Linked DNA regions of Mus musculus: all the other regions are linked to region 7. The links are chromatin contacts, called in public ChIA-PET, Hi-C and promoter capture Hi-C maps. All regions are on one chromosome and are shown on one strand. The core of a region is the stretch at or near the end of the contact, and the rest is flanking DNA. Distances in the headings are between cores, read along the strand shown.

Region 1 (3,432 bases), core at 820-3,319, 570 kb before region 7:
ATCAGAAACAAACACAGCTCAGTATGAGCATAACTGTTGGCACCCTTGACAAGCCCTCTCCAAAGCAGCTCACTAGAGAGTGCAAGCTGCCTGTGCATCTATGACACCTTGTGGACTCATAAAAATTTCCCTCAACAGAGGAATGGATACAGAAAATGTGGTACATTACACAATGGAGTACTACTCAACAATTAAAAACAATGAATTCATGAAATTCTTGGGCAAATGGATGGATCTAGAGGATATCTGGAGACCTAAGGAGATGCCTTATTCAGTGAACTGTTTGTTATGCAAGCATGGGGAAGTCAATTTGGATCTTCAGTGAAAAGCTGGGCATGGCAGTGTGTGCCTGTCATCCCAAGGCTGGGGTGGGGTCAGAGACAGCAAGGCCCTGAGGCTCACTTGTCAGCTAGAATAGCAAAGCAGTAAGAGGCACTTTTTCAAGACCTCAGCAAATACGTGCATTTGCACACCTGTGCTCACTCACACACACACACACCTCTCTCTCTCTTTTTCTCTTTCTCGATATAATATAGAAGAGAAACACAGGCAAAGGATCATAGAGATTTATCCTGATGTTTTGTAGATTCACTTGAGTGCTGAAGTGAACAAAAGGCTTAAGCAAGTGTTAGAGGCAGCCCTGCTCCTGCTGCTCCCCTCAATCCTGTCTCAGAAGTGCCACTCAACTGACAAGAGCTCCAGACCAGAGACTCCCCTGGCCTTAGTGGCATCCAAGAACCTGCTGACATGAACTTCTTCCCAGTCCTGGTGTGGACTCTTGTGTGAGTTCTACCTGGGCCTGCAAATAGGTGGCCATGCAGAGCTAACAGATGAATAGGGGGAGAGTTCACTGAAGTAGAATTAAGGTACCAGTTTACCTCCATGCTGCTGTCCTGCTCCTTTGTCCCTTTATCACTCTGAGTTCTGCACCAAATGTCTAGGAGAGTAAATTAAGGACCCTGAAGCTAGGTGCCTGGATATGGCCCAGTCTCCAATGGGTACTTCCTTCTTTAATCCTTCCTGTGAAAACACAATAGATCACTCTGCAGCCCCACCCAACACCCTCGCTTTGTGTTTCATCCTTTACAAATAGTATTCAATCTCCCATCAGAGACAAAGTTCAGATCCCAAACTGGCTGCCTTCCTAAGGGCTCAGAAAATAAAGCTTTCATTTTTAAGCTTCCATCTCAGAAGTGAGTTTTCTTAGCTTCTACCCTGAACACAACTCCTACTTACTATTCTTTAATTACTTCTTTGAAAACAGTTTTTAGATGGACTGTTGTGTTTTCTGAAAAAGAAAAAAGAAGCCAGGGATATGTGTGGTGGAGGCGGGGTATGGTGAGGTGGAAGGTGGTGTCTCTGAGGGCTCCTGCTGAGGCATCCTTTCCTCCTGAAGTACCAGCCACACAATTGTATAGTATAGAATAGAGTTTATTTAAGACATGGAGAGTGGAATTTGAGAGGGTAGTAGAGACAAAGAAAGGGGAACAGAGAGAGGGAGGAGGAAGCAGGGAGAGGACTGGAGAAGGAAAGAGGGTAAGAAAGGAAGAGAGGACTATCTGAGCAAGAGAGATAGAGATAGATAGATAGAGAGAGAGAGAGAGAGAGAGAGAGAGAGAGAGAGAGGGAGGGAGGGAGGGAGAGGGGACAGTGATGGTTCCTGTTTTAGAAAACACAGGTTTAAAACATTAAAGCTCTTCACTCAAAAAGCACCTGGAATTTCCCCTGAGAGAAGCACACGTGCAATCCTCCCAGATTGTGTCATTTACACTGATGGGGGCCTGGGTTTACTGTGCTTTATCTGTGCCTAGAAGGCTGGAGGAAACTGGAGATGGGTTCCAAAGAAAGAGAATGTAAATACTTTCCACAGTGGAAGCCTGCTGTCCCTTGGCTGCAACAGAGTATCTCACTGACTTTTCTGACACTAAGCATCCTCTGACCTCCCCTTCCAGTCTTGGCCAAGTTAACAATGCCTTGGTTTACTTTACTTTCAGTTTTGTTTTTGCTGCATCCTGTGTGAGTGTGTGTGTGTGTGTGTGTGTATGTGTGTGTGTGTGTGTGTGGTCAGCGCACATAAAAGAGGAGCAAAGAGAGCAGGAAGTGAGGAGAGCAGAAGTGAGCCTGAGGAGGCAGCAGCAGCTGAGAACTGCACTTGGACCTGTGCTGTGGGACCAGGTATATTTAATATTTACTTTTCCTTTCTTTAAGGAGCAACTTAGTCTGGACCTCAGCTTGATTTCCAAGTCAAAGGGGCAACTGAGGGAGGGGGAAGGGAGGCAGGTTCTGTGCTCTCTGGTCTGCAGGGGGCTGTGGCTGGCTTTAGGTCTAGGAGGTGAGTTTCTTTCCTCTGACAAAGGACAGATACAAAGTTGTAGCCTGACACAGCTGGCTGCCCTGCTCTGTTAGACACACTATGGGAAGAGCTCTGGTCCTTCCTCAGCTGGGACCACAGCAACAGCTCCTGCCCTGGTTCACAGGCAACTGTTGTCAAAGGAACATGTAGGAACCTTGTGCGGAAAATTCAGCACTTGACCTTGGCAAATATTTTTTGGAAATAAACTTAGTTTGTACCTCATCATCTTTTTAAGTTTAGTAAGTAGTCAAGCTCTGTCTTGGTGTTTAGGGTTTGTGTGTGTGTGTGTGTGTGTGTGTGTGTCTGTGTGTCTGTGTGTGTGTGTGTGTGTGTGTGTGATGTAGAGATCACATGGGCTCTCTGCATTTTGTTTGGGCTGCTCTTCTTATCTCATTAAAGGGATTAAGCTGCAGAGAGACAGTGTTGTGGAATCTGTGACTTCTGGGGATTGACACATTCTCTGTCCTTGGCATAATGTCCTCAGGCTCATCTGGGACTGGAGTGCAGAGGAGGGGAGGCAAGTTATGTGTTGTCTGACCTGCAGAGGTCTGTGGCTGGCTTTAAGTCTATGAAGGTCTACAAGGTAGTGTACAGTAGTTAATTTTATTCTCTTCTCTGGCTGAATAATATACAATTTGGTGTGCCATCACATTGTGGTGGGAAACTGGGCTTAATCCACATTGTGGGTATTGTGAACACAGCTACCATGATCATTAAAGATCAAAGGTCCATCCAAGTCCTTTTTGCTAGTTTGTGCTGAAATCAAAGAAGAGCTGTTAGATCAAATGTAACTTTCCATTGTCTTAGAAACCAGGATTGTTTCTCATGAGGAAATATTCTGTGTTCTTAGCTGCAGAGTACAGACACCGGAGTTGTTTAAATTCTGGGTTACATGGATTTGTTTTCCCATTGTGTGGTAGCTGTCCTGATGAGTATGAAGTGATGCCTTGTGGTTTGATTTGGACTTCCTCAATGTTTGTCACAGGGACTGAAGAATTATTGAGGAACAATACCATGTAGCTCTTAAAATAACCTAGTTTGTGCTTAAACTGCAAAGATCAGCAAAACTAAGCAGGTAA
Region 2 (3,341 bases), core at 378-2,877, 840 kb before region 7:
GTCTCTAATTTCTTAACGGACACTGAACAAATTATCTAAATTGGTTTCACATTTACGATATTTTAAACGTTCTCTCTTATTTTTATATAGCAGTTGTTTTTGTTTTGTTTTGTTTTGTTTTTTCCTGTTAAGTTCTCAGACAAGACCAGAATGTATTCAAGAAGTCCATACGCTGGTATTGACTTTTAAATTTAGGTTTGTCCTCTGGGGTGGGGGTGCAAAGGGATCCTAGTGGTAGTTTTTCTAACCACACATCAAAGTCTTCCACAAACACATGACTATAAGCAACCTACGGACTTTGGGAAGTCAGTTGAGGACACGGATTACCGAGCCTCTTCCTTCTGACCTGTCAGCACCTGCAACCTAGGAGGAGGAACCACCGAGTCTTTAAATGGAAATCAGTTGACCCCTTCCAGCTCAAACGCTAAAATCACAGCTGTAGGCCAGTAAATACCCCAGAGCATAAAATGTCGACAGGAGGCTCCAGGGCAGGGGGCAAACGGCGGGGACCTGGTGTGGACCCCCTCGAGCGAGCGCCTTCACTTAAGGGGAGACCAGGGTGGAGAGGGAGGGCCTTTCCCTTCGGGGGCGGGGAGGGGGGTGGTGGATACACAGGTGCGTGTTCAGCCGTAGGGACAACGAAGGCACCGCCTGGGCGCGGCCGCCCCCTCCTCTCGCCCCATCTGACCCCAACATCCAGGAGAGGTGCCCGCAAGGGACCGCGCCCTCCTTCCCCCGGGGGCGTGGGAGCCGGGCGACCGCGGCTTAGCAGGTGACTGTGCCACCTGCCCGCAGCGGGAGACCCAGGTGAGGCGCCGCCAGGTAACAGCACCTGCCCTGCCGCCCCCACCTGCTGCTGCGCTCCCCCTTCCCCCGCCGTCCCCGCCTACCTTCGTGTCGGAGCCCCCAGGCCCGCGCTGCCCGGCCGGCCGGGGCGAGCCGAGCGGCCGGCGCCCGCACTCCGGCGGCTGCGGCTCAGCGGGAAGCCCCGGCGCTGCCCGGCTCGCCGCCCCGGAGCCGCTCCATTGTGACGCGGCGCGCGCGGCCGGCCAATGGGCGCGCGGCGGCGCGAACCGCTGACTAAGTTCGCGCGCGGAGGAGGAGCGGAGCGCGCGGGCTGCGCAGGCTGCGCAGGCGGGAGCCGGGGACGCGCAGCGCCGCCTCCGAGCCGCCCTTACCCGGATCGCTCCGCCACCCGGCCCGAGAGTCCACCCGGCCTTGGGACGAACCGCGGGGGCCGGTGACTCACCCTCCTGCTGCACACAAAGCGCAGCTGCCACCTCCCGGAGCCAACGCCATGCGGCCGCCCGGATGCACTCGCCCAGCCTGGCATCCGCGGTGCATGGCAGCCACACGCCTCGCCAGGAGCTGGGGCTGCATTCCAGAAACCCAGGAGCCGGGCCTTATGGCCGTTCCCCAGGCGCTCCACCCCAGCAGAAGACCCCTGCCTTCTCACGTGTGCACCCCTGAGAAACTTGTTATTGACACAACTTACTCTACCAGGAAGGGTGGGGTGTGCCGCGCAGAGCCTGCCTTAGTGAAGTCCCTTTAACGCTCTTTAAGTCGAGTGACTGGAAAGGTTGTAGGGCCCCTGGGAAGGAGGAGAAACTAAGCAGCTTCTGGGCCTCCAATACCATCTTTTTCTTTCCAGTGTCTTTATCTTCAGCGTGAGGTGACAAGATAGAGGGAGTACACATAATAGTATTTCATTGAGGATGGTCACCTGTCCCCCATCCACATTCTTCTCCTGTTAATGGCCCTGTATTTGAAGAGTAACAGTGTGCCTTGCAAGTTAAGCAAAAATTTAATCCAAATTCAGAACTCTGGGCTATTTAATAGTTCTATCCTCCTCCTCGAATCTTTAACTCCCCCACACCCTCCCTGTTCTGTTTTAAGCTCAGTCTTTGTCCAGGTTATTTCTAGCACAAGGATTCAATTCAGCAAGATTTGTATCTCTTAGTTGCTATGGTGTTCCCATCCCTAGGTAACAAAACACTCCCAGAGGAGTAAAAGAAGACAGCATTTGAGTCACCTGATCAGTTGGGCACCCAATACCTCCACACACTACGAAGGTGTGGAAGACTGCGCTGTATCCAGTAGCGACCAGTCATATCAGAACTCCAGCCCGAACTGCCCTGGAAGTCACTGCTATACCCGGTCCTTGTCCAATTCACTCTGAGTGGCAGTTGCATTGAGTCTGAAGCAAACATTGAAAACACTGTGAGGACTAACGGCTCCACAGCTAAGAGCACAGACTGTTCTTGCAGAAGACCAGAATTCTGTTCACAGCTGCCGACAACTCCAGCTCCAAACGTTCTGACACCCTCTTCTGGCCTCCAAAGGCATCCACACATATATGCACCTACATATATGTGCTCCCACACACATGTGCACCTACATATATGTGCTCCCCCGCACACGTGCACCCACATACGTGGCACACACACTGCACACACACACATCTTTTTTTTTTAATTCTTTCATTTGAACATACAACATATTGTCATTAAATTGTGTGTATGACCTTGTGTACACATTTGTAATTCTAGATGTAAGTATGGCCCTCAAACTGCTTACCACCTGGACAAAGAGGTGTTTGTTTTTTTATTTTCTTGTTAAGATTTGTATTTTTATGTGAGCATACTGTAGCTGTCTTCAGACACACCAGAAGAGGGCATCCAATCCTGTTAGAGATGATTTTGAGCCACCACGTGGTTGTTGGGAATTGAACTCAGGACCTCTGGAAAAGCAGTGTTCTTAACCACTGAACCATCTCTCCAGCCCCCAGACAAAGAGTTTTTTAAGTATCAGTTTGAGGGGGAAAAGTAAGTGCTGTAATAGAATCAGAGTATTCTAACATTATAAGCTGGACGTTTCTGATTTTTTTCTTGGCTTAATGTTTGAGAAGGGACATTTCCTCCTCCAAGACCCTAATAATGTTTTCTGTCACAACAACATGGCTGCTTGTGTGACTTTGGGGAAGTTACTTAACCCTTTGTGTCCTCGTCTCTACAGCCAGAGATTATAAGCTTGGTGGTCAGTTTAAATTCAATGGGGATGCATATTAAAATCGGCTTCCTTGTTTGTAGCTCAACCTATCAATAGGAAGCAACGGAGATCAAGTTCATTCAAAATGTGTTACGTCTGGCAAACCCCACAGATGTAGCTGTTAAATGTGATTGCTGTTAATACATTCCTAATTTTCATCAGCAAATGATGGCAGTTCTTATTACGACAGTTGTAGGAGCCAGATAGAGGACTTTGTACTGCTCTGGAAACTCCTGGGCTGTCATTCAGGTTTTTCCGTTTTTGCTTTAGGCTCCAGGTGCATCATGGCCTCA
Region 3 (3,277 bases), core at 116-2,615, 550 kb after region 7:
AAAGAAAGAAAAAAAAATAGAACCTTGTTGCCTAAAGTTACAAATAAAACTTAACAGAAGTAGCAAAGGGAGAGAGAATTATATTGGGATGATAGGAGACAGGAAGATAAAGAGCAAGCAAAGCAAGCCACATCCTCAGTGTCACAGGAGGAAAGTCAACGGATAACATTTATAGTTCATAAACCAACCACTCAACAGACAGGCTATTAGCTTGTTCCTGCTGCTAAATGAGGAGAAACTGCCTCAAAACAACCTGGGGAAGAGAGAGTTCCAGGCCAGCCAGAGCTACACAGAGGAATCCTGTCTCAAAAAGTGTGTACTGGGGACGAGAATGCTGGAGAGATGGCTATAGCTCTGTGGTTAAGAGCACTGTCCATTCTTCCTGTGGACAATGGTTCAATTCCCAGTGCCTACATGCAGGTTCACAGCTCCTAGTAACTTCAGTTCTAGGAAACCCAGAACCCTCATCTGCCCTTTCCCCACACCGGGAGCAAAAATAGTGTGCACACAGGCAGGCAAACCACCCACCATTCTTGAATATATGTTTTGTTTCTCGTTTTCAGATTCTCAGAGGCCGAGTGGGAGCTGGTTGCCCCGCTACACGGCTCTTCCCTGGGGAGATGGGTTTACTGCTTCTCCTAAAACTTGATTATGCCTTGGGAGGATACACCCCTCTGCCCTCCAGAAATGCTCAATTCAAATTAAAATGCGATGTAGGGTCATTTCTAATTCAGGAGCTTGGTTTTCCCTCTTGTGCTTTGTTTTGCTTGAAGGGTTGTTTGTTTTGTTATTAATTTTTGGTTAGCGTGCAAAGAAATGGGTTTGTGACTTTTATACACAAACGTGCCAGGTGTTCTAACCCGCCCCTCCCCCATAGCCGTCCTCCCATCCCCCTCTTGCTACTTCTCTTCCTTTCCCCAAAGAGTCCCCTTCCTTGTTTCCTGGTCCTTTAAGGTGTGGCTCCACATTTGCAACCCTTATGCAGAAACAGACAACTGTCCACCGCAGCCTGAGCACTGCTAGCACTTGCCCTTCATCCTTTACTGCGCAGCGTGACGACCTCTCCTCTCCTAGGTCTGCTGCAGACAGGGAGGGGATTTTTCCATTTTAGGAAAGCGTGAGGTAACTAGCCCTCCTAGGAGGAAGTCCGCGATAGCTATCAGGGTCGCACCGCCCTAGGGCTTGCCTCTGAACTTCGTCCCTCCCAGATTTCCAAGCCAGCGAGCAGTTGCTCTGACTGCAGTCCGAGCCAATGGCAAAAACCCTCCTGAAGCCCGGCCCCGCGGAAGGAATGGTTTCCGAGTTGTTTGTTTCTCTTTAATAGGGGAACTCTGCCTTGCTTAAGCTTTTACTCTGTGCGTAACCGACACCCTCCAGAGGCCGTTTAGGACCGGGAACGAGAGCACCGGGCCTCCAAAAGGATGAAGTATCTTCTTGACTTGATCCTGCTGCTGCCTTTGCTCATCGTCTTCAGCATTGAGTCTCTTGTCAAGCTTTTTATTCCCAAGAAGAAAAAATCTGTCGCCGGAGAGATCGTCCTGATCACCGGAGCTGGTCATGGGATTGGAAGACTGACTGCCTACGAATTTGCCAAACTTAACACCAAACTGGTTCTCTGGGATATCAATAAGGTAACCGCGCTTCGTCGCTGCCTTTTCTTTGTGGTCCACACTGGCAAACAACCACCCTTTATAGTTCTCTGTAGAGTCCATAGAGCATATAGTAACTATTCATATTTTTTCAGATTATAAGAGAGGCATAATTTGATATCTGTTAAGACCACACGATGAACGGACCTATGGACAATGAGAATCTTGGCTATCTCCCTTCGCTACATTAACACTACATTAAATCCATCCTGAAAGTGGCCTATAATCTCCTCCTACTGACCATCATAAACTTTTGGAAAATACAGCAGTTTTAGGTGCTATACCAAGAGTTAGATGTGTGCGGCTGTCAAGTCTCGTTTGCAGCTGCTGAGATGGGCTCGAAATGACACCCTACAGGGATCACCATTGCACTGCCAGTTGCCTACAGGAGTCATCTAAGTCACCTTATAGAAAAAATAGTTAAAAGTGAAATAACTTCAGTGCGGTCTCCTGTACCTTCAGGTTGAGGTGGGAGGTGAGTTAGAAGGAGCTAGCAGTGAAGTGTTGGTCTGGCTTTTGGTGGATGACAGAGGGAATCTGAAGGCATCTTCTGGCTTAGCGTGCCCCTCACTGCACTGTGTACATCCATTCTATAAACAAGAGGTCAAGGTTCATGAGATTAAATAAGAACTCTAACTCTAGAGTGATTGTGACAACAAGTAATCAGTGCTCCATAGTATCTACAGCCCAGATGGTAAGACCTGGTGGCAAACAGGAGATGGGCTACCTACGTCTGGTGGAGAAAACAGATAATTAGATATGTATACGATGGATTAACAATGCAAACTGGGCCAGCATGGGTCAGCTAGCCAAGGCCCAGCATAGGCATATGGTCAGGCATATGAAATGGGCTCTTTGCTTCTTAACTGAGAAAGACGAGGCTACCCAGGCTTTAGTTTTCAGAAGGCCAGGGAGATGGTAAGTTAATGTGTGAGGTGATTTAGCCAAGAGTCTAGCAGGTGGCACACAAACTAGTCTGAAATTTTATTCTTTAACAAGAATGGTTTGGGCTTATCGTTTCTAATATACACAATTTTCTCTAAAAAAGTGTGTTTATCCAAAAGAAAAAAATGTTTGATGACTCTTACTGCCTTCTGGACAGTATTATAATACAGAACTACAGATACCTGTGATGAAGCAGCCTTCATGAGCTAAAGACAGTCAACAGGCAACCTGTACTATAAAATGCACAATTGGGTGACATAGAAAAAGGAAGCATGAAAGGAGCTTGGGACTGTGGGGTAGGAAAGGCACACTGCAGGTCGTCTAGGCGGCCAAGGAAGGCATCAGAAGATGGAGTCAAGAGAGACTGGGGTTGCAGATCAGTGTTACAGTGCTACCGCAGCATGCACAAGGCCCTGGTTCAGTTCCCAGGACCAACACACATTAAAAACACAGGGACAGCAAATTCAAAGCCTGGGACAGACTGAAGAGAGGAAAAGTCTAAGATCTGATCAAGGTCCGAGCTGAAGCAGACAACACCCACCCTCGTGGCTGTTCAGTGTGGATAACCCACTTGATTTCAAACATTTAGCGTGGAAAGAGGGATGCAGAATACTATATTGATAATGTTGAAGCAGTAGGAGTTTGGTGGGGAAACTGGGTTAGATAAAAGGACGGAGTGTACT
Region 4 (3,262 bases), core at 239-2,738, 540 kb before region 7:
TCTGCTCTTACATCTTCACTAGTATAAGTCTTAGGACCAGGAGTCAAGGTCAGAGGATTTGTGAGTCTCCTTTTTAAGTCATATTCTGGTGTGGTACTGTGCATTGAGTATTTCATTGTCGCACATTATTTGGTACTTTTGTTTCTTTCTATACAGAAATAGGTATTTGATAATATTCATGATGAATAGAGAGAGAGTTCACTGAAGTAGAATTAAGGTACCAGTTTACCTCCATGCTGCTGACCTGCTCCTTTGTCCCTTTATCACTCTGAGTTCTGCACCTAATGTCTAGGAGAATAAATTAAGGACCCTGAAGCTAGGTGCCTGGATATGGCCCAGTCTCCAAGGGGTACTCCCTTGTTTAATCCTTCCTGTGAAAACACAATGGATCACACTCTGCAGCTCTCCCCACTGCTTTGTGTTTCATCCTTTACAAATGGTGTTCAATCTCCCATCAGGGACAAAGTTCAGATCCCAAACTGGCTGCCTTCCTAAGAGCTCAGAAAATAAAGCTTCATTTTTAAGCTTCCACCTCTGAAGTGAGTTTTCTTAGCTGCTACCCTGAACACAACTCCTACTTACTATTCTTTAATTACTTCTTTAAAAACAGTTTTCAGAACAACTGTTGTGTTTTCTGAAAAAGAAAAAGAAGCCAGGGATATGTGTGGTGGAGGTGGGGTATGGTGAAGTGGAAGGTGGTATGGGGGGTGGGGGCATGCTGAGGCATCCTGTCCTCCTGAGGTACCAGCCACACAATTGTATAGTATAGAATAGAGTTTATTTTGGACATGGACAGGGGATTTGAAAGGGTAGTAGAGACAGAGAAAGAGGAACAGAGAGAGGGAGACAGGAAGCAGGGAGAGGACTTGAGAAAGAAGAGGGTAAGAAAGGAAGAGAGGAAGATCTCAGGGAGAGAGATTGAAAGAGAGAGAGAGAGAGAGAGAGGGAGAGAGAGAGGGCAGAGTGGACAAGCAGCCCTTTTTATAGTGAGTCATGCCCAGCTCGCTGTTGTCAGGAAACTGTGGGACAGAGTCCAGAAAGAAATGGCAACAGTTATGGTTCCTGTTTTAGAAAACACGTTTAAAACATTAAAGCTCTTCACTCAAAAAGCACCTGGAATTTCCCCTGAGAGAAGCACACGTGCAATCCTCCCAGATTGTGTCATTTCCACTGATAGGGGTCTGGGTTTACTGTGCTTTATCTGTGCCTAGAAGGCTGAGGAAACTGGAGATGGGTTCCAAAGAAAGAGAATGTAAACTCTTTCCACAGTGGAGGCCTGCTGTCCCTTGGCTGCAACACAGTTTCTCACTGACTTTTCTGACACTAAGCATCCTCTGACCTCCCCTTCCAGTCTTGGCCAAGTTAACAATGCCTTGGCTTACTTTACTTTCAGTTTTGTTTCTGCTGCATCCTGTGTGTGTGTGTGTGTGTGTGTGTGTGTGTGTGTGTGTGTGTGTGTGTGTGGTCAGCGCACATAAAAGAGGAACAAAGAGAGCAGGAGGGAGGAGAGCAGAAGTGAGCCTGAGGAGGCAGCAGCAGCTGAGAACTGCACTTGGACCTGTGCTGTGGGACCAGGTATATTTACTTTTCCTTTCTTTAAGGAGCAACTTAGTCTGGACCTCAGCTTGATTTCCAAGTCAAAGGGGCAACTGAGGGAGGGGGAAGGGAGGCAGATTATGAGCTCTCTGGTCTGCAGGGGGCTGTGGCTGGCTTTAGGTCTAAGAGGTCAGTTTCTTTCCTCTGACAAAGGACAGATACAAAGTTGTAGCCTGACACAGCTGGCTGCCCTGCTCTGTTGGAGAAGCTGTGGGAAGAGCCCTGGTCCTGCCTCAGCTGGGACCACAGCTACAGCTCCTGCCCTGGTTCACAGGCAGCTGTAGTCAGAGGGAAGTCTTTCTGTGGAGGAACCCTGTGAGGAAAATTCAGCACAAGAGCTTGGCAAACCTCTATCTCGAAATAACTTAGTTCCTACCTCACTGACTTTGAATTAAGTGTAAGAAAATAGTCCAGTTCTCTCTTGATGTTTATGTTGTATGAGATGTAGAGATCACGTAGTGCTATGTGCATTTTGTTTGGGCTGCTAGTCTTATTTCACATGGAACTAAGCTGCAGAGAGCCTGGTTTCTGGAATTAAGTGATGTCACCTGTATCTAACGTCTTAGGATTTTGCACATTCTCTTTTCTTGGCATAATGTCTTCATGCTCATGTGGGACTAAAGACAGGGCAGGGGAGGTAGGTTACTGTGTTGTCTGGTCTGCAGGGTCCATGGATAGCCTTAAGTATATGAAGGTCTATAAAGTAGTGTGCAGTAGAATTTTATTCCTTTTTTTTTTTTTTTTTTTTTGCTGAATAACATTCTATTGTGCATGCTATCAGACTGTGTTAATGTATGCATCTGTTGGTGATCTGTTGGTGGGAGACTGGGCTGTGTCCACATTGTGGGTATTGTAAATACAGATGCTATGATCAATACAGCTCAAAGGTCCATCCAAGTCCTTGTTTTCTAGTTTGTTTATGTTGTAATCAAAGAAGAGCTTTTAGGTCAAACATAACTATATATTATCTCAGAAGTCAGGACTGTTTCCTGTGAGGTAATATTCTGTGTTCTAGGCTGCAGAGTACAGACACCTGAGTTGTTTAAATTCCAGGTGACATGTATTTGTTTTTGCCTTGTGTGGTAGCTGTCCTTGTGTGTATGAAGTGATGCTTTGTGATTTGATTGGCACTTCCTCACTGTTTTTCAAAGCCACGTTATAATGAACACTGGGTCTGAAGAATTATTGAGCAACAAAACCAAGTAGCTCTTAAAATAACTTCATTTATGCTAAACCTGCAAACATCAGCAAACCTAAGCAAACAATTTCAAATAAATATATATGTTAACCCAAAGCAAGCCTCAGCCTCACTGAGCTATAAGAAGCCAAATCACACATCATCAAGTGACTCTAGAATCTTTTTTTCTTCTTAAATTGGGTATTTTTTACATTTCCATTTCCAATGCTATCCCAAAAGTCCCCCACACACTCCCCCACCCACCCACATCCACTTCTTGGCCTTGTCGTTCCCCTGTACTGAGGCATATAAAGTTTGCACGACTAATGGGCCTCTCTTTCCACTGATGGCTGACTAGGCCATTTTCTGATGCATATGCAACTAGAGACAGGAGCTCCAGGGGGGTACTGGTTAGTTCATATTGTTGTTCCACCTATAGAATTGCAGAACCCTTTAGCTTCTTGGCTACTTTCTCTAGCTCCTCCATTG
Region 5 (2,980 bases), core at 246-2,745, 720 kb before region 7:
AGGGGTACTCCCTTGTTTAATCCTTCCTGTGAAATCACAATGGATCACTCTACAGCTCCCCCCTGCTTTGTGTTTCATCCTTTACAAATGGTGTTCAATCTCCCATCAGGGACAAAGTTCAGACCCCAGTCTGCCTCCCTAAGGGCTCAGAAATTAAAGCTTTCATTTTTCAGCTTCCATCTCTGAAGTTTTCTTAGCTTCTATATTGAACACAACTCCTACTTACTATTCTTTAATTGCTTCTTTTAAAATCAGGTTTTAAAATTGACTGTTGTGTTTTATGAAAAGAAAAAGAAGTCAGGTATATGTTTGGTGGCTGTCTGGTGTCTTAGTTAGGGTTTTACTGCTGTGAACAGACACCATGACCAAGGCAAGTCTTATAAAAAAACAACATTTAATTGGGGCTGGGTTACAGGTTCAGAGGTTCAGTCCATTATCATCAAGGTGGGAGCATGGCAGCATCCAGGCAGGCGTGGCACAGGCAGAGATGAGAGTTCTATGTCTTCATCCAAAGGCTGCTAGTGGAAGACTGACTTCCAGGCAACTAGAGTGAGGATCTTAAGCCCACAACCACAGTGACACACCTATTCCAACCAGGTCACACCTATTCCAACAAGGCCACATCTCCAAATGGTGCCACCCTCTGGTCCAAGAATATACAAACGTCATACCTGGTATGTTGAGGTGAAAAGGGGTACCTCTGAGGGCCAGTGTTGAAGCATTACCTTCTTCCTGAGGTACCAGCCACACAATTGTATAGTATAGAATACAGTTTATTTAAGACATGGAGAGGGGAGTTGAGGGGTTAGTAGAGACAAAGAAAGAGGGATAGAGAGGGGAGGAAGGAGGAGGAGGGACAGAGAAGAAAGAGGGTAAAAAAGGAAGAGAGGACAATTGAGCAAGAGAGGGGGGTATGTGAGGGTACAAGCAGCCCCTTTTATAGTGAGTCATGCCCACCTGGCTGTTGCCAGGTAATTGTGGGGCAGCCCAGAAGAAATGGCAACAGGGATGGTTCCTGCTTTAGAAAACACATGTTTAAAACATTAAACATGTTTGATCAGAAAGCACTGGGAATTTCCCCTGAGAGAAGCACACTTGCAATACTCCCGGATTTTGTAATTTCCACTGATGGCTGCCTGGGTTTTACTGTGCTTTATCTGTGCCAAGAAGGCTGGAGGAAACTGGAAATGGGTTCCAAGGAAAGAGAAGGTAAACAGATTCCACAGTGGAGGCCTGCTGTCCCTTGGCTGCAACAGAGTATCACACTGGCTTTTCGGGATAGACAGGAACCTCTGACCTCCCTTTCCAGTCTTGGCCAAGTTAACATGGCCTATTTTATTTTACTTTCAGTTTTGTTTCTGCTGCAGCATGTGATTTCTTTTAACTCCTTCTCTCTCTCTCTCTCTCTCTCTCTCTCTCTCTCTCTCTCTCTCTCTCTCTCTGTGTGTGTGTGTGTGGTCAGCTTACATAAAAGAGGAGCAAAGAGAGCAGGAGGGAGGAGAGCAGAAGGGAGCCTGAGGAGGCAGCAGCAGCTGAGAACTGCACTTGGACCTGTGCTGTGGGACCAGGTATATTTACTTTTCCTTTCTTTAAGGAGCAACTTAGTCTGGACCTCAGCTTGATTTCCAAGTCAAAGGGGCAACTGAGGGAGGGGGAAGGGAGGCAGATTATGAGCTCTCTGGTCTGCAGGGGGCTGTGGCTGGCTTTAGGTCTAGGAGGTCAGTTTCTTTCCTCTGATAAAGGACAGATACAAAGTGGCAGCCTGACACTGCTGGCTGCCCTGCTCTGTTAGACAAACTATGGGAAGAGCCCTGGTCCTGCCTCAGCTGGGACCACAACAGCTCCTGCCCTGGTTCACAGGCAACTGTAGGCAGAGGAAAGTCTCTGTGGAGGAACCGTGTGAGGAAAACTCAGCACAAGAGCTTGGCAAACATCTATCTGGAAATAACTTAGTTCCTACCTCACTGACTTTGAATTAAGTGTAAGAAGATAATCCAGTTCTATATTGATGTTTATGTTGTATGTGAGATGTAGAGATTACGTAGTGCTATGTGCATTTTGTTTGGGCTGCTAGTCTTATTTCATACATGGAACTAAGCTGCAGAGAGCCTGGTTTCTGGAGTTAAGTGACGTCACCTGTATCTAACTTCTGGAGATTCTGCACATTCTCCTTCCTTGGCATAATGTCCTCATGCTCATCTGGGACTGAGGGCAGGGCAGGGGAGGCAGGTTATGTGTTGTCTGACCTGTAGGAGTCTGTGTCTAGCCTAAGTCTATTAAGGTCTACAAAGTTGTGTACAGTAGTTAATTTTATTCCCTTCTTTGGCTGAATAATATTCTATTGTGCACATTGTCAGACTGTGTTAATGTATGCATCTGTTGGTGATCTGTTGGTGGGAGTCTGGGCTGTCTCCACAATGTGGGTATTGTGAACACAGCTGCCATGATCACTACAGCTCAAAGGTCCATCCAAGTCCTTCTTTGCTATTTTGTTTGTGTTGTAATCAAAGAAGAGCTGTTAGATCAGACATAAGTATTGATTTTCTCAAAAGCGAGGACTGTTTCCCATGAGGTAATATTCTGTATTCTTAGCCACAGAGTACAGACACCTGAGTTGTCTAAATTCTGGGTTACATGGATTTGTTTTTGCTTTGTGTGGTAGCTGTCCTTGTGTGTATGGTTTGATTGGCACTTCCTCAATATTTGTCAAAGACATGTTATAAGAAACAATGGGTCTATAGAATTGTTGTGCAACAAAAACAAGTAGTTCTTAAAAATAACAGCATTCATGCTTAAACTGTAAACATCAGCAAAACTAAGTAAACAATTTCAAATAAATATGTATGTTAACCCAAAGCAAGCTTCAGCCTCAGTAAGCTCTAAGAAGCCAAATCACACATGATCATGTGACTCTAGACTCTTACACCATGTCCCTCAGCATGGCAAAACAGAAATAGTGTAACGGAAAGTTTCTTCATTT
Region 6 (3,272 bases), core at 321-2,820, 520 kb after region 7:
AAGAATGAACAGGGATCATCTTCCAGTCCATTCGAGCTCTTAACTGCTGAGCTATCTCTCCAGCCCCCTCTTCTGGCTCCTTCTGTTTCCTTTTAGATAGCCTTTTAAGATAGTCTAATTAGTGCTACCTACATAAACATGGGCATGGAAGGTGATCAGTGGATGAGGGGCCAAGCTCCTAAAGAAAACTGTAGTCACAAAACTCTTGAAGTTACACGTCTTTTGTTTCTCGACAGATGTTTTACAATCATCTGTCTAGACCAGCAGGCACTCAACAAACACTTGTTGACTTAGCTTTGGGTTTTTCTTTGGAATAAGCAGTTTCAGTTCTGGATATACTTCTTTAAGTGTTCCTTTCCCTGTCGTGCTAGAAATCACCAATGAGCTTTTCGTTGTTCTGGTAACAACCAACAAAAATGCCATTAGTGACTTCCAGAGAGCAGGAAGTTCTCCCCTCAGCAAGCCCCACTGAAGAAGGTGTATAAAGGGTGTTAACCCACACCAGCAGAAAGAGGACACTCTGATTGAGGGGTTTTAAGCACTGTCAGGAAAGCAGAAAGGGGATGGCACCGTGGGGCCTACAAACCACAGCAGAAGTAATTCTATTTTCAATGAGGTGAAGGAATATGTCACTCCTGTTTGGGAAGCCCACAGAAATTCCAAACTCGGTCTCACACGGAGCCCAAATTGCCAGGGAACTAACCTCTTTCCTCTTCGGAACCGAAAGCTTGGTGAGTTTGCCTCCTAGATAAAAGTCAAGCTTGAGGCGTGGGTGGTATGTGTTTTAAGGAAGACACTGGTGTCAGAGAACTTAACAGAACCAAACTTACAAACTTTCCAAGTCACTAGGAAATAAAGTTGCGGCCACCTCGCCCAGGAGAGAAGGGAAAGAACGAGGTTCCCAGTACTGAGGCACTTGTGCGCACACTTCATCTCCAGTCTACCCAAAAGCCAATAATCAGCGCCTTCCAGCGCACAGAAAACACTGTCTGCTACTCAGATTAACAGTATATATTAACAGTATATTCCATTATATGGACTCGGTATCACCTCTAGCACGGAGCAACACACCATAAATGCTCTTCAAACTCTGGTGATCTATGAATTAGCGTTGGCGCCTTATCTGGATGGGCAAATTAAAAAGTCAGAGATCGAGAAGGGTCCTTGCTATTGGCTTCCCAAAATCCAGTACTTCAGCACAGCCTACATAACCTCTGGAAAAGGAAGGAGGGGATCGCAGGTCCACCCGAGGTCTCGGAACCGCAGCCCGTCCTAGAATCGGGGTACCTGGGTGCGGGGACGGCGCGGCAGGCTGAGGACCGGACAGTCACTGACGCGAGGGCCACCGAGAGCGACACGGTGGCTACCGCCTGCCCCAGGGAGCGGCCGGCCATCGGCGCCTGGCGCCTGGCGCGCGGCCCGCGAGGGTTCGGAGGTGGCCGGCCTCGCCCGGAGCCCCGCCTTGAGCCCCGAACCTGCAGCCAGCGGGCACTAGGACCCGGCCGCGCTCCCCCAGCGCCGCTGGCCGGCGGCGCCAGCAGCCCCACGACGTACCCGACGCGCGACCGCGCTTTACGGCCACGCCGCAAACTAACCTGTGTGCCAGGCCTCTCCGTCTGCGCAGGCGAACTGGAGTGCCGCGGCGCGGCAGGACGCGGAGACCCAGAACCCTGAGGCTGAGCGGAAGGAGGGTCAGGGGCGACCACGTGCTTCCAGGAGAGGAGGGCCGTACGGAGGAGTCACGTGAGCCATGCGAGGTTTGAGAAGACGTAGGATGAGTCAGTGACGAGTCTTGAAACACCTTGGTTTGGTTTCCAGAAGCCAAGTAACTTGCTTTTCGAAACTTGCCCGCATACCGGATTCAGAGACCGCCTGTGAACAACAAAATGTGGGCGTCCCGCCGGTCACGTGATCAGGCCAGTCACGTGACCCCTAACCCTTAAGGAGGGAATCCCCCAACCCTGGAACGCAGCCTGGGCTCCCCAGAGCCCCCTTCACGGTGCTGTCCGTGGTGTTGGTGACTCTGATAAACCTCTTGTCCAAAAGGAAAGCCGGCCTCGGTTTCCCACTTTCGAACCCCAAAGCCAAAACTTACAGACAAGCTGTGAAAGTGGCACGCGGTCTGGATAATAACGAACGAAGGACTAAAGTTAGCCAGATTGAAAGTGGTAAAGCCAGGCGTGCATCGCGGCTTGCACTCCAGGTTTCATTCGTTTAATTGTTGATGAGACATATTCTAAGCCTATCATCAACTTTGGGCCTTGCAAAACACACCGTATGGCGTTGGCTCTTAAAGCCAGGCCAATCAAATACTAACAGTATCCTGAAATCCACAGCACTCTTGGGATGGGACAGCAAGAAAAAAGGACTGCACAGTAACACTTCAGGGCGTTGCCTTCGTGACTATACTACACCCCTTAAAATGCCCGCTTAGAAAAACTAAAAGTATGGGAAATTTCCTCCCCACCCCTGCCCAAACCTGGTGACAGATAGGCAGATCCCTGGAGCAAAGTAAAGATTATATTTTCTTTCTCTGCACTTTGGGGCATAAGCCTACCACCCCACAGTTTCCTGGAGATGTGGTAGACATGTCGTTGAGGTGTGAGCGAGCACTCAGGAAGATAAATCACCTTGGGCTCCAGCCCCTTCCAGAGATGGTTGTTTTCAGCTTGCTCCACTGCTCCTGTCATAAGAAACACGTTTGTTTCTACACACACACACACACACACGAACACCTTAGATCCTTCAGCACCATTCCCCGGCCTTCAAGATCCCTATTCTTTTTTTTTTATTTTGGTTTTTTTTTTTAATGAAACTAGAACCCAGTTCATAATGTAGGCTTTCCTACGGCAGCAGTAGCCAATAAAAATCTTTCCTTGTGACTTTAACTAGTATCCTCAAACAGGCTAGTGGTTTTGGTTTGGTTTTGTTTTGTTTTGTTTTAAGATTTACTTACTTATGTGGATGGACAGGGGTTTTGCCTGAGTATCTGTGCACCCCAAGTCTTTAGTGCCCGTATAGTCCAGAAGAGAACTTTAGATTCCTCAAGACTGGAGTTACAGGCGACTGTGCACTACCATATAGGTGCTAGGATTTGAACCCAGGTCCTCTGGAAGAGAAGCAAGCCAGTGCTCTTAACTGCTGAGCTGTCTCTGTAGCCCAGGCATTGTCTTTGGCAGCTCTTTCAGATAGCATTTTTCTTAAAGTATTGTTGATATAAAAAAGCATAGTTCACACCTTAAAGGATCTTAGTTTCTTCTGGAGCAAAATAT
Region 7 (3,136 bases), core at 629-3,128:
GCCACTCTGGTGTAAAAGCTGGCACTCACTTTTGCTTCCCCAAACACCAACTACAAGACATTATAAAAACACTTTGAACTTGAATGCTGATGCTAGATTCTGTGCTTTCCCTCCCACATTTTCAATTTCAACCTGTACTGTACACAAGATGGCTGAAGCTCTCACACCAATCTGACAAATGGCAATGTTGTAAGAGATTAAAATCAGAAAGGAGAAAGAGTCAACAGGACATTGCTTAAGCTGTCGTTCTGTGCTGTTTTATGACCAATAGGGCATTGGTTGTAGGGATCCTTTATAAGGGTATAGTCCCTTAAATGTGAACTTGAACAATGTTACCTATGAGCACATGTGTATTGAAACTTAAAAAACAAAACTAAACTAAACTAAAAAACCCCACAAACTCCCACAAAAATAACTCAAAGTGGCTTTAACTGTTATATTTCTCACCGTCAATCTACTACTCATCATTCAAACAGTGAGGCCCCATGCTCTACAGATCTCTCTGGGTGGAGAAGATCAGAATGGTGGCTATGGCTCTGCAGTCTCTCATGCCTCTTTGGGAAATCCATGACCTCTGAAACCCACAAAGAAAACAACTTGGAAGAGCAATTTAGTGTCTGCTTCCTACCAAGCACCATGAACACATGAAAAACCTCTGAAACTCAAATCTACTTTTGAACCCTGGACTTAATTTACATGAAACATGCATTGTGGCTGGTGGTAATAAAACAAGGGACAAATGCTAACAATAGTGACTTTCAAGAAAAACAAGCAATTTCCTGCTAAGGAAATGCCATCAATAAGATGATGTATGATCTTGTCCTTATGTGTAATATTAGCTGCTGATCTATAACCTGACACACACACAGCTTCTCAGCTGACATAATTACATCAACAAAGTTTGATCCCACAGAACATCCCCAACTTGTATACCCACCAATCTATACAATTTCTATAAACATGCATGAATTAATAAATGCTGAGGAATTTAAAACAATCACTCACTTTGCCCCATCAGGTCCTCCTTCCCAATGGTGACTCCTGCAGATGACTCCTTAAACTTTAGTCTGTGAGCTAGCTCTGGTCTACACTGTTTCACCCTACTGTGTACACAGTAAACCATTCCTCCTGTTCTAGTCTGAAGGCAGAATACATGTTCCACAGGAATGCACTTTTCCTTTCACTGCAAAGGACAGTTAATCACAGGACTTAAATGAGTAATTTTAAAAACGCTCTTGTACATACATTTAACATTCGAACTTAGAAAGTCTAATAAAAAGGAAAGCAGGGTCATTGCCCTGGGGAGCATGAGACTGGGATGCACGTGACAACATAGCTTGTCTCAGAAACATTTTTCTAAAAGACTAATGGGGCAGCTGTACAAAAATTAACATTGCATCTATTTCTTGTTTCTTTAAAAACAGAGGCATATTGAAAGAACGTGCTCTCAGTCACCCAACAGATGGATGCCTTTTACAACTAGACAAAATTAACTCCAAATGAATCACAACAAAAAATGATAGAGGAGAAGAGCTTGTAGACTCTACTAGAGGAACCAAGCCTGCCTGCCACTGGCATCCTATCAAGGATGTTTCTATACACAAGACCCTGTTCCAAATGCTTTGTGCAGATTCAGCCCAGAGAGGGAAGTTATTCAGATGCCACCGCTGGGTCCAGGAATGGCTTACACTAACAGGGACCTCACACGCGGCTGCATCAAGCTGCTGGTTCCCGCCCAGCCCCGAGCAGGACCCACCACAGCGGCTCCCGCTCCTCACCTTTGTGGAGAGTGAGGATGTGCTGGCCATGCTGTATCTTCAGAGCTTCCTGAGCTTCCCTCAGTACTCGGCAGTTGAGGTGAAAAAACAACACACAAAATCACGTAAACTCTCGCAGAACCTGCAATGTGATTTCCGGAAGAACCCTCCTCCTTTTCTGACTGGCAGGCGCGTATGGAGACTCTGATTGGACAGTGAATCTGTCAGTCCATTTATTCACTTCCGTTGGGCACAGCCTGTTTGGGCTCCGTACCGGGGAATAAATATCTAGACTATTTTTTCTTTTCTGCAGCCTGGCTGGTGCTGGGCTTCAGGGGAAGCCAAGAGTCTGCTCAGGGATGGGAAATGCAGTCTTTGATGAGGCCGAGGCTAGAGCTGGTTAGGGAGTTCCTGGTCTGTGACGTGTCCCAGTTCTGGGGTGGAGGGTGGGGGGAGGTTCTGACTCTTGAACATCCAGGCATAGCTGAGAGTCCCAGAAGAGCCACGAACTGAATCAGGGCCCTTGGGGGCACATATCTGTGTGATATGATTTTAAATTATGTAGCCATATTGTGTTTACAATATTTTAGCTTCGTGAAGAGTAAATTTTAAAGCCTGTTTACAACCTCAAATCTATTCTTTTTGAGTCTCAGTTGACAATAAATATATTTCACGGCCGCTGTTAATTTCTTGCTGCCTTCCCATGGTGAAGCTCTGTATTATATGAGGATGACATGAAGCTTTTCTGTTCCATGAATGACAGTGCTTTAAGATCCTTGTCCTAGCTGCCTAGACGCCAGTCTTCTCCTGGCAGTCTTTGTAACAAGATGTAGAACTCCCAGCTCCTCTGGCCCCATGCCAGCCTAGGCTCTGCCATGCACCTTGAACTTCTGAATTGTAATCGAGCCCCAATTAAACGTCGTCCTTTTAAGAGTTGTCTTTGTCATGGTAACTGTTCACAGCAGTAAAGCCATAATTAAAACAGGAAGAGATAATTGAAAGTAGAAAACAAACAAACTACTAAAGTCCATTTCAAAAGACATATCCAAAGACACTACCATTGTTTCCTGTCCCCTGGACAACTCCCTGCTGACCTTACCTGCCATTGTGGGTTGGACATGACGTGACAGAGAGTCAAAGACACAGACTTCTGGAGTAGACAAGAAAGACAGTGCAAGGTCTCTAAACACTGCTGCAAGCTTCTTTAATTCCCTTCACCCATGCTCACTGGTACCAAGAAAGCATCTGTGGGTATGAATATAAATGCTCAGAAGATACTGTGGAATCACAACTCTTTAAATAATTTTAGAAAATTCTTACGACTGTACATGTCAGTCGCAGGTTTATTTGCTGAATTTACATGACAAAACAAAATACAA

The links. Promoter capture Hi-C pulls out the DNA fragments that hold promoters and counts their contacts. Hi-C and Micro-C count contacts between places; a contact is called where the count stands out from the background. ChIA-PET counts read pairs in DNA pulled down with a chosen protein or histone mark. Capture Hi-C pulls out chosen DNA fragments and counts their contacts.
Region 1: a Hi-C map of B cells shows a contact between it and region 7, with 11 read pairs. The contact joins the promoter of Gbp4 here to the promoter of Zfp33b in region 7. A contact is called at or near these places in 1 of 39 promoter capture datasets (embryonic stem cells), 2 of 484 Hi-C or Micro-C datasets (B cells and CD4 T cells), 2 of 115 datasets of contacts at active chromatin or transcription factors (large pre-B cells and memory CD8 T cells) and 1 of 9 other capture datasets (macrophages).
Region 2: a promoter capture Hi-C map of pre-B cells shows a contact between it and region 7, with 6 times the contacts expected there. The contact joins the promoter of 4930542N06Rik here to the promoter of Zfp33b in region 7. A contact is called at or near these places in 3 of 39 promoter capture datasets (embryonic stem cells, liver and pre-B cells) and 2 of 9 other capture datasets (adipose tissue and macrophages).
Region 3: a promoter capture Hi-C map of pre-B cells shows a contact between it and region 7, with 4 times the contacts expected there. The contact joins the promoter of Hsd17b11 here to the promoter of Zfp33b in region 7.
Region 4: an RNA polymerase II ChIA-PET map of memory CD8 T cells shows a contact between it and region 7, with 10 read pairs. The contact joins the promoter of Gbp9 here to the promoter of Zfp33b in region 7. A contact is called at or near these places in 1 of 115 datasets of contacts at active chromatin or transcription factors (memory CD8 T cells) and 1 of 9 other capture datasets (macrophages).
Region 5: a contact with region 7 is called in a promoter capture Hi-C map of liver, with 5 times the contacts expected there. The contact joins the promoter of Gbp6 here to the promoter of Zfp33b in region 7. A contact is called at or near these places in 7 of 39 promoter capture datasets (the 3T3-L1 cell line, 3T3-L1-derived adipocytes, the C10 cell line and 3 more), 2 of 115 datasets of contacts at active chromatin or transcription factors (embryonic stem cells and memory CD8 T cells) and 3 of 9 other capture datasets (adipose tissue, liver and macrophages).
Region 6: a contact with region 7 is called in a Hi-C map of erythroblasts, with 4 times the contacts expected there. The contact joins the promoter of Nudt9 here to the promoter of Zfp33b in region 7. A contact is called at or near these places in 4 of 39 promoter capture datasets (the 3T3-L1 cell line, embryonic stem cells and pre-B cells), 4 of 484 Hi-C or Micro-C datasets (CD4 T cells, the G1E-ER4 cell line, centroblasts and 1 more) and 1 of 115 datasets of contacts at active chromatin or transcription factors (bone marrow-derived macrophages).

Annotation. Positions count from the first base shown.
Region 1 is chr5:105,138,223-105,141,654 of GRCm38.p6, reverse strand. It overlaps Gbp4 (guanylate binding protein 4), which reads left to right and starts at 2,069. Exons shown (of 12, transcript NM_001359079.1): 1 at 2,069-2,175; 2 at 2,838-2,936. The coding sequence starts at 2,922.
Region 2 is chr5:105,413,462-105,416,802 of GRCm38.p6, reverse strand. 4930542N06Rik (a long non-coding RNA gene) reads left to right here and starts at 1,627. Exons shown (of 2, transcript XR_389449.3): 1 at 1,627-2,551; 2 at 3,319-3,341. Lrrc8b (leucine rich repeat containing 8 family, member B) reads right to left here and starts at 1,028. Exons shown (of 5, transcript NM_001033550.3): 1 at 891-1,028. Gm32051 (a long non-coding RNA gene) reads right to left here. Exons shown (of 2, transcript XR_389452.2): 2 at 2,881-3,341.
Region 3 is chr5:104,019,884-104,023,160 of GRCm38.p6, reverse strand. Hsd17b11 (hydroxysteroid (17-beta) dehydrogenase 11) reads left to right here and starts at 1,365. Exons shown (of 7, transcript NM_053262.3): 1 at 1,365-1,631. The coding sequence starts at 1,422.
Region 4 is chr5:105,108,518-105,111,779 of GRCm38.p6, reverse strand. Gbp9 (guanylate-binding protein 9) reads left to right here and starts at 1,488. Exons shown (of 11, transcript NM_172777.4): 1 at 1,488-1,575.
Region 5 is chr5:105,292,214-105,295,193 of GRCm38.p6, reverse strand. It overlaps Gbp6 (guanylate binding protein 6), which reads left to right and starts at 1,495. Exons shown (of 11, transcript NM_194336.2): 1 at 1,495-1,568.
Region 6 is chr5:104,045,162-104,048,433 of GRCm38.p6, reverse strand. Nudt9 (nudix (nucleoside diphosphate linked moiety X)-type motif 9) reads right to left here and starts at 1,570. Exons shown (of 8, transcript NM_028794.4): 1 at 1,288-1,570. The coding sequence starts at 1,394. It overlaps Mir5619 (microRNA 5619), which reads right to left and starts at 431; the gene lies at 371-431.
Region 7 is chr5:104,570,414-104,573,549 of GRCm38.p6, reverse strand. It overlaps Zfp33b (zinc finger protein 33B), which reads right to left and starts at 1,878. Exons shown (of 3, transcript NM_001346671.1): 1 at 1,779-1,878. The coding sequence starts at 1,808.